Linked DNA regions of Mus musculus: region 2 is linked to region 1. A link is a contact called in public ChIA-PET data. All regions are on one chromosome and are shown on one strand. The core of a region is the stretch at or near the end of the contact, and the rest is flanking DNA. Distances in the headings are between cores, read along the strand shown.

What was found. ChIA-PET counts read pairs in DNA pulled down with a chosen protein or histone mark.
Region 2: an RNA polymerase II ChIA-PET map of effector CD8 T cells shows a contact between it and region 1, with 61 read pairs. The contact joins the promoter of Reps1 here to the enhancer-like site in region 1. A contact is called at or near these places in 2 of 15 datasets of contacts at CTCF or cohesin (CD8 T cells and the NIH/3T3 cell line), 1 of 484 Hi-C or Micro-C datasets (peritoneal macrophages), 3 of 115 datasets of contacts at active chromatin or transcription factors (effector CD8 T cells and embryonic stem cells) and 3 of 9 other capture datasets (adipose tissue, liver and pancreatic islet).

The regions. Positions count from the first base shown.
Region 1 is chr10:18,006,105-18,011,495 of GRCm38.p6, reverse strand. Abracl (ABRA C-terminal like) reads left to right here. Exons shown (of 3, transcript NM_028440.1): 3 at 1-236. Among named protein-coding and RNA genes, the nearest start is that of Abracl, 14 kb to the left of the region's middle. Within about 2 kb of position 3,180, at least 22 of the 459 cell types and tissues checked have an H3K27ac peak or open chromatin away from gene starts, as enhancers often do. A contact at or near this core is called in CD8 T cells and effector CD8 T cells, where this site is marked.
Region 2 is chr10:18,052,736-18,058,579 of GRCm38.p6, reverse strand. Reps1 (RalBP1 associated Eps domain containing protein) reads right to left here and starts at 2,640. Exons shown (of 20, transcript NM_009048.2): 1 at 2,465-2,640. The coding sequence starts at 2,617.

The DNA of each region.
Region 1 (5,391 bases), core at 1,931-4,430:
AAGCAAAACATTACAATGTAAAATAAACAAAACCTATTATTTTTCTTAAGAAGGTAATTGGGAAATGTAGGTAATGAAACATTTTTGGAGGTGTGAAAAAGCTTTTGTTCTCTTAAACCATTCTTAAGACAATTTCTACAGGCACTTGACATTCTGTCAAAGCAAGAAGCAAACTGCAGACCAGCTGCCATGAAAAATGTTGTTTATGGAATAAAAAAAATGTAACTGCCTTTAAATTTCCTGGTGGCTGTGTTTTGTCATTTAAGTGTGAATGTGCCTCATTTGATACAAATGAGTTTTTGTATCAAAATTAGTGTAGTGACCTTAATTTAGAAACAAATCTTAACACCACAAAATTAAACAAATAAGAGTGGATAGTATTATTGTAATGGATGCAAACTTAGCCCTGAGTTAGGGGATAAGGCAAAAAGTAAATCTCTTCACCGTTCACTTAGAGTCAAACAATATGTGGCTGTGTGAGACTTCATATTGCAGCCACAGTACACAACTGAAGATGATGGAGACTATCAAGCAGGATAAAATCAGTGAAGGCCACAGCATCTAAACTGTGCATCACAGAGGGAGCAGAGGGAGCACTGAGAAGTGATGGGAACTGATTAGAGGGAGGAAGATGGGACAAATGAGGATGACTATCGCAAAGGCAGGGGTGTGCATTAGCCTGCAGGATCTTGTTAAAGGTAAGCCATGAGGCTGGTCAGGAAGGACATGTCACGGATCGGTGATTCAGAATAGATAATCTCATTAGAAACTCAGAAACCAGAAAGAAAGGAATCGACCAAAACTGGGGCCAGAAAGAAGGCATAGTGACACCTTCCTAGCTTAACTGGGGTTGTGCTAGGAGGATCACGGATTTGGGGCCAGCCTGGGGTCCACAGGGAAAAGTTGGAACATGGGCTTCTCATGATGAATGTGATGTTTTTGTCACATGAAGGTGAGAGCAAGTGCCCTGCACAGGGAGTTAAGTTCATGGTGGGTGAAGAGTTGGACCAGCAAAGAATTACACAAGAATCCTATGGAAGAAGTGATTGGCAGAAGGCAAATGTCTTCTAAACATACTTGTAAGAAAAACTCTAAAGTGGTTTTCTGCTGTGACAGAACCATGACTCAAACTTGTCATGGCTACTGTTTTGAGAAAGTTGGCTAACTAGCATTCTTATCTACACTGATACCCGCAATATAGTCTTCTACATTTCCCTTTGGATTCTAGGTGGCCTGCTGTTGTTTAAAAAAACAAAATCCCAAATGTTTGATTTACTGAAGAAGAGTCAGGAGCCAGATGCTGGGGTGAAAACCTGCTTGCTCAGAGAGTTAGAGAAAGCACCCAGCTGACCTTACTAGAAAAAAAGCACTCCTCTTTCTCCATGCTGTCCAAAACCCTTCTTTCTCTTGGGTTTTCTTAAGTTCAGTCCCAATCAACTGGTTGGTTGTACCATCTATTTATTTAGCCACGTGGCTTTATTTAGCTCTTCTTTATAGGAAGCTCTTGGGTTAAAGGTGTGTGCTAAGGCCACACCACAACAACCTGTTTACAATAAACAGGAACCTCTTAGGTAACATGTATGTTCTAGGGCTGAGCCACACCAGATAAGGTTTTTCCAGTTCACAATCATGGGGTTCACAATGTGATCAAGTATCCTGCAACAGTCTCTGTCTCTGTCTCTCTCTCTGTCTCTCTCTCTCTCTCTCTGTCTCTCTGTCTGTCTCTCTCTCTCTGTCTCTGTCTCTCTCTCTCTCTCTCTTTTGTTTTTGTTTTTTTGAGACAAGGTTTTTCTGTGTAGCCTTGGCTGTCCTGGAACTTGCTCTGTAGACCAGGCTGGCCTCAAATTCACAGAGTTCTAGGCTTCTGCCTTCCTCGTGCTGGGATTAGAGGTGTGAACCACCATTGCCTGGCTGGCCATTTCTTTCATAACAACTTTGTATATAGATGTTAGTTGGATCATTCATAGTTATAAATTTTATTTTGGTCAAATTTACAGTGAAATCTCTCTTTTTGGCTACAAATGGGGTTCCAGTTAATTGCCTTAGTAATATGCTCAGTTTGCTTTCCTATACAACCCAGGAGCCTCTGCCTGGGGTAGCACCATCCATAGTGGACTAGGCCTTCCCATATCAATTACTAATAAAGAAAATTCCCTATAGATAAGCCTACAGGCTAATCAGTCAGTCTGATGGGTCTAATTCCTCAATGGAGCTTCCCTCTTCCCAGGTGATTAGTTTGTGTTAAGTTGGCAAAACTAAACGGCACAGAAGGATTTTAGGTGTAGGGTTGTCACTTCATAGAATGGCATAAAGTCAAGTAACTTGAGGAGGGTAAAAGAGTCAAGACTCAAGATCTGCACCGCAAAGGAAGGCTGGGACATTATTTTGAATTGTTTGTTTGCTATTGAGACCGGTTTCCTCTGTGTTAACAGTCCTAGTTGTCCTGGCACTCACTCTGTAGACCAGGCTGGCCTCAAACTCAGAGATCTGCCTGCCTCTGCCTCCCCAGTGCTGGAACTAAAGGCATGTATAATAACACCTGGTGCTGAATTAATAAGATATAACAATTCTAAGTTTATGTCTTAACAGTGGATCATCAAGAACTGCAAGAAAGAGTTTGATAGACACCACTTATTATGCAGTAAGCTTTCAAGTTCTACAACAGGATCTTATGTATTGAAATTATATGGCAATCTAATTATAGCTTGTTGTCAATATGGTAAAAGGCTGTTAATTGAATACTGGCTAAAGATACATACTACTCTTGCATATGCAAATTTATTTTTGTTTCCATCAGAGATGATCCAACCATGCCTTAGTGTCCTAGAGTCATAATTTAAAAACAAGCTAAAAAAGTTGATTTGAGGGATTTAATTGTACCACTTACATCCAGGTTTCCCTAGTGTCTGGAGTATGCCTATGGCTCTAGACAATACTGTGGGGAAAGCCCTTGAGCTGACAAATTATAAAAACATATGATAACCTGGGTTATTGGGTTTATAACCATGGTCCTCTGTGTCTAGAGAAACCCAAGAGAAATGTACCATCTTTAATTTATCTATATGCAAAACCATCTTGGGGTTTCCTTTTCCTTTTAAAAAAAATCAGTTATAAATAACTCTGCAAAGAAAATCAACTTCTCAGGAGGCTTTGCTGGTGAGAAATCAAAAAGCAAACCTGCTTTTCTGGAAGATGACTCAGTGTGAAAACCCCACCTCCTGTAGGCTCTCTCTCTCTGGCAGCCTCAACAACATTTCTTTAAAAAATTTTTTTTCTACATATCCCCCTCTGAGTTACTGTTTGTTTAGATACTTTAATTTAGACAGAATGGAAATCCACTTAGCTATGTGAAGGGGCTAACTCTCAGGGTGGACATGGGACATTTAGTAAGACAGAAGATTTCATGAAATTCATAAAGGAGCCATGAGAGAGTAGCTTGAGATGATGATTCCCTCCTGGAGGGTATCTGAATGGCTTTTGTAACCCCCCCCCCCCATCATTTTGTATCCTTTCTATACCCAAGTACTCTGGAGATCCGATTCTGTAGGTCCAGATGGAGCCCAAGCACATCCATGAGCATCTTTTCACAGCACTGAGGCTGCCACGTTGGTACCACCTCACCATTTTCATAGATTCTAGCTTTCTCTTTGCTTAACTTTCCCTTCTCCCATCTTTTCTCTAACTCAGTTGTAAAAGTAGGGGCTTTTGTATGCCCGCCCTGGCTCTGAATAATGACTTGGAGACTTTTCTATTTATTAAGCTTCAGGCGCTCTAGCTGGGCAGACTCTGAGCTGTTTTAACTACACGATGCTGGCCTGGCTTACTTCCCAGCCCCGTGGCCCATTACCTGCCATCTTAGTCTCTCCTGGCACCTCCCTTTTCATCCGTGTCCCAATAGCAACTCCTTTGGTCCCCACGTGAGACCCTCTCCCTTTCTCCATGCACAGGAGCCCAGTCTTTTGCTCTCTTGCCCGGTTATAGTTCTTTTATAACCAACCAGAAGGTGAGGAAGCACCAGGTTTTACAAAATACTGAGTCATACCAACCAAAGTCTGGAGTGCAACCAGATCTCTGGGTACAGAAATTAGCATTCAGATACACAGTGCACATAAACATCCTCCAACAGTCAGCTTAGTTTCCTATAGTGTATGCCTCTACATCTGACTTCAAATGCCTGAGGAAAGTATTGGGCATCAGGTACAGCATTGCCATTAGATGGGAAAGGTAATTTCTAATTTTTCTGCTGTACAGTGGGCGATAATTAACTGTCACATTAAGTACTTGAAAATAATGAGAAGAGAGGAATTTAAAAAAGAAATGTTTTCACCACAAAGAAATGAGAAGTGGTTGAAGTACTAATCATCTTGATTTAATAATTACACAATGCATGTATTAAAATATCACAGTGTACCCTATAAATGTGCAGTGTTATCATTTGTTCATTAGAGCCAAACCAAAACAGATGCTCAGTAGAAGTCCAAGAGGCTCAGTTTGTATGTAACTGACAACTTTATCTGCCAAGCCACTTGTGGGTCAGGGCCAGCCAAAGGTTGACTGGGCCAGCTGGCTACCCCTGTTCTAGTTAGTTATGGCTGTAGCTGTGGTGAGGCTAGGCATATAGTGGTGGTAAGGTTAGGCCTACAATTCAGAGCGTGGTTAGAGAACTAGAGCTTCTACACAAGACCTCATTGCTGAGATATTTAAAAGGCCTGTAGACTGGGCAAGGAAGAGTGACTGCATTCCAACACACCTTTCCTTATAAAGTCTTCGGGATTTATGAGAGTAATTTATGAGAGTAATTTAGAGGACATGATCACTCCTGTTAAGCAAAAACAAAAACAATAACAACAACAAACAAACTAAAAACCCTTCCCAGTGGTTGCCATGTTTTCTGTATCTGTGATTAAGAAACTATATAATATATAGAATATTCAGATGAGTTTACATCTTAGTCATAAAGACAGCATTTTTATTTTAATGATAAAAGTGTATAAAAGTCATCTATTTCTTTATTCTGTAGACAATGTGGGTACACACAGTTTCCTGGATTCCTTAAAGTGTCCCTTCACCGCAGTGCGGTTTCTTATGGGTGCTCTCAGCCTACAGGTTAGGAACAATTTTGTGGTGCAATAGTACATTCCAGGAATGCTAGATGTGGGGAAGCCTGCATTTGGGTCTGAGGTTTTACTTCTTGGAGAGGTTCTGACATATCTTCTATTTGAACCTGAGAAGTATCTACTGACTGGCTTTATGTCAATATGACAGAAGCTAAAGCCATCTAAAAGGAGGGAACCTCGCTTGATAGAATGCCTTCCTAAGATCCAGTTGTAAGGCATCTTAATTAGTGATTGATGGAAGAAATGCCCATCCCACTGTGTGTAGTGCCATCCC
Region 2 (5,844 bases), core at 1,391-3,890, 48 kb before region 1:
TCTTTATCTCCTTTGTGCTTGTGAACACAACGTGCCTCTCCCAGGTCCACTTTTCTTTACACCTGAATGGTCCTGTAATTTACAAAGCCCTCAGAGCACCTTGTGCTTCTGTTGAACCTCCAACATCTAGCTCAACAAAGAGAACAAAACTGGGATATGTTTGAATTACCCCCAATGCTTCTCCCTGAGAGCCATGGAATGCTGTTTTCAGAAAATCTCAAACTCTCATAAGAGAAACTAAATCCACATTCCCCTTCAGTCTCACATTTCTATGTCTTAGGCCAAATTTTAAGTAAGCTGCCTTCAAGACTCCAGATTGCTATTCAGTACAGGTTGGCTATTCTTTATCAGCAATGCTTGAAACTGAAGGTTTGTGTACACACAATGAGATATCTTGGGGGTAGGATCCAAGTTTGAAGAGATCTCTTTACATCTCATATGCACAGTAGTCCCACAGTTTGAGAGTCAATTTAAAAGAATGATAATTCTGAACAAGAAAGTTTCATAATATGGAATTTTCCACTTGTGATATTTTGGCCCTCAAAGTTTTCAGGTTAGGAGTACTGCAGATATCCTGGTCAGGGATCGTCAACCTGATCATGTTACTGTGGAAGTCTTGCTTCAGGGATCCTACAATTTCCAACGTGTAATTGAATCCCAAATATTTAAACGACTTAAGCTACCTATGTACAAAGATAATAGAAATTTATTTTCAAATGCCAATACAATTGAGTAAAATATGAAAATAAGTTGGATTCAATTGAACATATCTCAGCTGGAGGTTAATGGACACTAATTTCTATGCCCTAAACATGTAAACACCCTAAAAAAGTCTTGTGTACCATTAGAATGACAAAGTCATTTCCAGTTAACTCTGAACCCCAAAGACATGAGCTAAAATAGAATATGGGGGGCTTCTTGTCCAGAACCTGTAAGTTTTGTACCAAATCCATTAGACACTAGCCCCATATCATTTAACCCATCAGCAAACTATGGGATGTTTTGTGTGAACCCAAGCTAAACCTGGTTTCCTCATCGTAAGAGGGCCATAAAAACAAAAACAGTGAATCCACACAGAATCTGAATTGTTGGGAAAGCCTAAAATTGTCACTATGTTGTCCTCTTCAGCAGCACAGATCTGAGACTTTCTTATCCTTCCCTGGTACCTAAAACACTCACCTTTCCCCACCACACCCCAGGGTTAAGAAAAAATGACAAAATGAAACAAAAGCAAAGTGAGAAAGAATTCACTCCCTAAACCACAGTAGGCACTCGGGTATTGTCTATATTCGAGGTGTGTGTAGAAATTTTTATATCACAAGGGTTTCTGTTAGAAGAAAACTGACTTTCACTCTAAGATGGGCCTCAGAGAACTGGAGGCTGAGGAGGCAGAGTGATGAGATTTCTAAAAGCCTGGAGACTCCTGGCCCAGCCCACACCCACGTCCCAGCACCTGAGCAGTTGAGGGGGCAACAGGACCCTGAGTTCAGGGCTAGTCTGGGATATAAAGCAATAAGCTGTCTCAAAACAAAGTAAAATCAAACCTCTGGCCCAATATTCTGCTTCCACTGCATTATATCCACTTCCATCTCCATGTGTTTGGAGATTTGGATAACTGGCTTGGGATCAATATGAGGATGAAAACTTAAGACGGTTCCTTCCTCCCATACAGTTTAAACAGGCTCTTACTATAGCAGCTATGAATCATTAAGCAGTAGCATTAATGCTCATCACAAATATTAGCACTTCTAAAACAGGCGACAAAGAAGGTTTACCCTTGCTGCTACAGAGTTACGAGTGGCAGAGTTACAGACTGAGGAGACTATCCGCTGTCTGATTCCAGCTGTTCAATAAATCCCAAACCAAACCCACAAGCTCCACTGACTATTCCCGGGAAGGGCACTAGAAGATACTGTCCACCGGCCACCCATTCTACGACCAAGTTCTTTTCACATCTATCTACATGCCAAGTATCAGCCAGAAGTTCAAATTTCTTAGTCTCCCCTAAGAACACAGCTTCCTTAAATTTAAAACAAAACAAAACAACCCCCCCCCTAAAAAAAAAACCCAAACCACCTGCTTCTTGGATACCTTAAGCGTAACAAATCTCACTTCATCGAGTCTGCTCGGCTCGCTCAAAAATCCATATGGCATTTTGCCTGCCTATAGTCGTAACTTTCCTATTGTGCGGGAGTCGAAGAGCTATGTGACTATAGTAGGCATATCCAGCAGACGCTAGGATGCACACACAACCCGAGAGACCCGGGACCTTGCTCTTCCAGTGCACAGGCTGCCGGAGGGATGCAGGCTCCGCAGACCCCCGCCCCCACCCGGACGGCGAGCCCTCCCCCTCCAGGGGTCCCCGCGCACCCCGCTCCCGCACCTGCGGCCTCTGCCCGTCCCCGGGGGAGCCCACTCCCGCTGCCGCTGCCCGGGGCCCGCGCGGCCGGGGACGCGGCGGTACCTGGAGGACCACGTCGTTGGGCAGCTGCGCGGCCCGGAACAGCTCGAGCACTCGCCCGTTGACCACCACCTTCTTGGTGCTCTCGATGTCGCAGTAGGAGAAGAGATCCGAGTAGTATTTCTGCTCGGCGTCGCTCAGCGTCAAGCCTTCCATCTTCGCCTCGGCCCGGCGGCCGCCCCGCCCCGCATGCACCACCCGGGCGCCGGCCCCGCGACCCGGGGCGGCCGGCGGGGTACTGCGCACGGCACGGCCTCCCCGCGGGGCCGCGAGCTCGTGTGGCCCGGGGCAGCCGGCGGCGGTGGCGCGCGGCTGTGCGCGGCCGCAAGCTCGGCGTGGGGAAAAGGAGGCGGCGGCTCCGGGCTCGGCCGCGTCCCTCGGGCTTCCCGCCTCGGCTTCCCCTTCCGCCCACGCGCCCCCCTCCGAGAAGTTGTGGGGCTTCCGAAGTCTAAAGTTTCGGGGGCTCGGGGCTGCGCGTGGCCGCCGCTCCGCCTCCCTCGGCCGCCATTGACTGCGCCCCGGCCCGGCACTGACAGCGGCGGCCGCGCTCCAGACCCGGATGTGAGGCCGGGAGGAGAGAGCGCGAGAGGGAGAGGGAGAGGGAGAGAGAGAGAGAGAAACACCCACCGGGCTGGCTCGGCCGCTCCCGGGAGAGCGGGCCGCAGCGCCCCCTGCTGGCCGGAGCCCCGCGGCACGGCGGGGCGCGGCGAGTGGCCCTGGGCGCCCTCCGCGAGGACCCCAGGCTGGGGGCACTTGGGGACCGACCGGCGTCCCAGCGACGCGGAGGGTTCAGGTCGCACTGCGGGCTGGGGTGCGGCAGCTTCTGGCGTGCAGCATTTCCTAACGGTTTGCACTTAACGAGGATAAGTGCATCGCTTTGCGCCGTCCACTGAAGCAGGGAAGCTTGCTCAGGTGTGGACGCTTAAACCAAGGCTGAACTCGATCTGGTCCCAAGCCGGGTCTTCTGTAAAACCAAGTTTGAAAAAATAGAAATAAAGAAAAAAAAAGTCACCTTTTTTTTTTTTTTTTTTCACCGAGAACCAAATACTGTCGGTTTATGCCATCCACTCGGGAAACCTGTGTAGGCCTTCAGCCAACTCCAGGCCCTCTTGTTGCTCACCATCCCTTCCTTCCTCTGGGGGGTGGGGGGGGGGGAGTCTTAATCTGCATCTGTCTCTGGAGTTCATAGACCCTTAACGAGCCTTTAATCTTTTAAAAGTATTTCTTTCCTGAAACTCTATGAAGTCAGGCTGGACTTGAACTCTTGATCCCCTGCCTTTTCTTTCCTAGTGAAGGGATACCATCACCAGTCAGCCCGCGACCTTGTCAGCATTAAATATGAAGTATTTCAGAAACGGGAGCCAAGGAAGATTACACAGAGGGCTTTTCAAGTTTGGTTTTTATTCTCTGTTACATAGAGCCCATTAAGGGGACATCATTATAAGAATGAGCAGACATAGAGGGCTGGGGATATAGCTCATTTGTTAGAGCACTGTGTGCACAACGCCCTGGGTTCTATTCCCAGCACTGCATAGATCAAGTGTGGTGGTGCTTACCTGTAATCCCAGCCATTTGGGAGGTAGAGGACAGGAGGATCAGAAGTTCAAGGTCATGTTCAGCCTCACAGAACACAGAAGGCCAACCTAGACCCTATCTCAAACAGCCCAGAAAACAGAAAGAAGAACTCTGGCACCAAATGCCTCCTTTGGAGGCTAAATCTAAATGAACGTCTGTGAAGCTCTTTATGTAAGTCTTTATAGATGCCACTTTGTGGCGATATTTTCATGTTACTCTACTTCATATAGTGCTTAGTACGTCTTACAATTCATACTCACAATTGCAGTTTGGGTATGTGTGTGTGTGTGTGTGTGTGTGTGTGTGTGCATTTTTAAAAGATAGGTTCAATGAGGTAGGGACTGATTCCTGCTGTCACTGGTCTCTTTTCCCCTGCCACCTCCCCATGGCCTAGCAGCTCTATCCTGCCCTAAGCCTTTGTTCCTTCTGAAACCTCACACAGACATTTGCACGTTCCTTCTCCTGTTCCGAGGGCTCCGTCTTGGAGAACAGTCCCGCTAACACCTGATCTCCAGCTGTTGTGCTGTGTTTGCTCTTCTTAACCTGAATTCTTTTTCCTTATTGCATGTCTAGCTGATATCCAAATATGAATTTCTGTACATATTCATTTTTCTAAAATTTTATGCTGATTACACCATTGATGACAACAGCCCCGTGAAACGAGCTTGACAAGGGTTTCCTTTTTTGAAAACTTGGGATACTGAGACAAAAATGGTGTTAGCAACTTGTAAGTTTCATGACACTAAATATCTAGATGCAGGGTTCTAAACCTACTCAACTCTAAAACCAGTACCCTTTCTTAAGTCTCCTGAGCCACTAGCTCTCTATTCAGTAGAAGTGTTTCATTTCTTCGTCACCACCCTTCCAAGGCCTGTCACATACAGGTGTACCTCAATCACAAGTGATCAAATGAAGTTTAGTATTGATGGGCTAAGAAAGCATCCCGGGCTCTAACTTCCTAGCTTCAGTAAACTACAGCTCTGTGCCTCTCTTAAAATCTGAAGTCATTGCAAGATCGCATCATGTACAAGCGTTAAGCTCTGAAATGTCCCTCTCAGTTCATAATCTGTCCTTTCCCCCTCCCCTGCCGTTCCATAAATAAACCTGTCCCTTACAGTCCTGAGAGTCTGAAGTTCCAGCACAGTGAGTGGGTTCACAGTTATACTGTGAAGGGCTGGAGAGATGGCTCAGAAGTGAGGAGCATTTGCTGCCCTTGCAGAGGACCCAAACTCCCTTCCCAGCACATATACAGCCTCGCACGGGATCCTTAAAGCCAGCTCCTGGGATCGGATGCTCCCTTCTGGTTTCAGTGCACATGGATGGTGCACATACATTCATGCAGCAGTCAGAAACATTCACATGCATGAACTAAAAAGTCAAAATTATACTTTGAAAGCCAGGTGTGGTGTGTATACATATAATCCCAGGGAAAGGAAGGATTGTGAGTTCAAACCCAGCCTGATCTCCGTAGTGAGAGCCTGTCAGAAACAAATAAACAGACACTTATACTTTGATCATGCTGTCCCAGTGAGCTGCCGGATTTTCTTTTTGAGGATCACAGAGTCTAGGGGCCTTGTGGTCAGACTTAGCCTCCCACCACCATTTCCTTCTTCCATTGTCCTTTCTGTTATCTCTTGCCCATAACTCATGCTAAATTAGCCTCGGCAGGAGCTTTATAGAGTGTTAGGTTCTCCGTCTGTAGCTCTATTGCTCTGTAAAGCTTTCCTAGAGTACAGCAGGCCCTGAAACAGGGTACTTCTCACTGACAACAGGCCCAGATGAGGGCAAAGAATAACTCACACCAGACC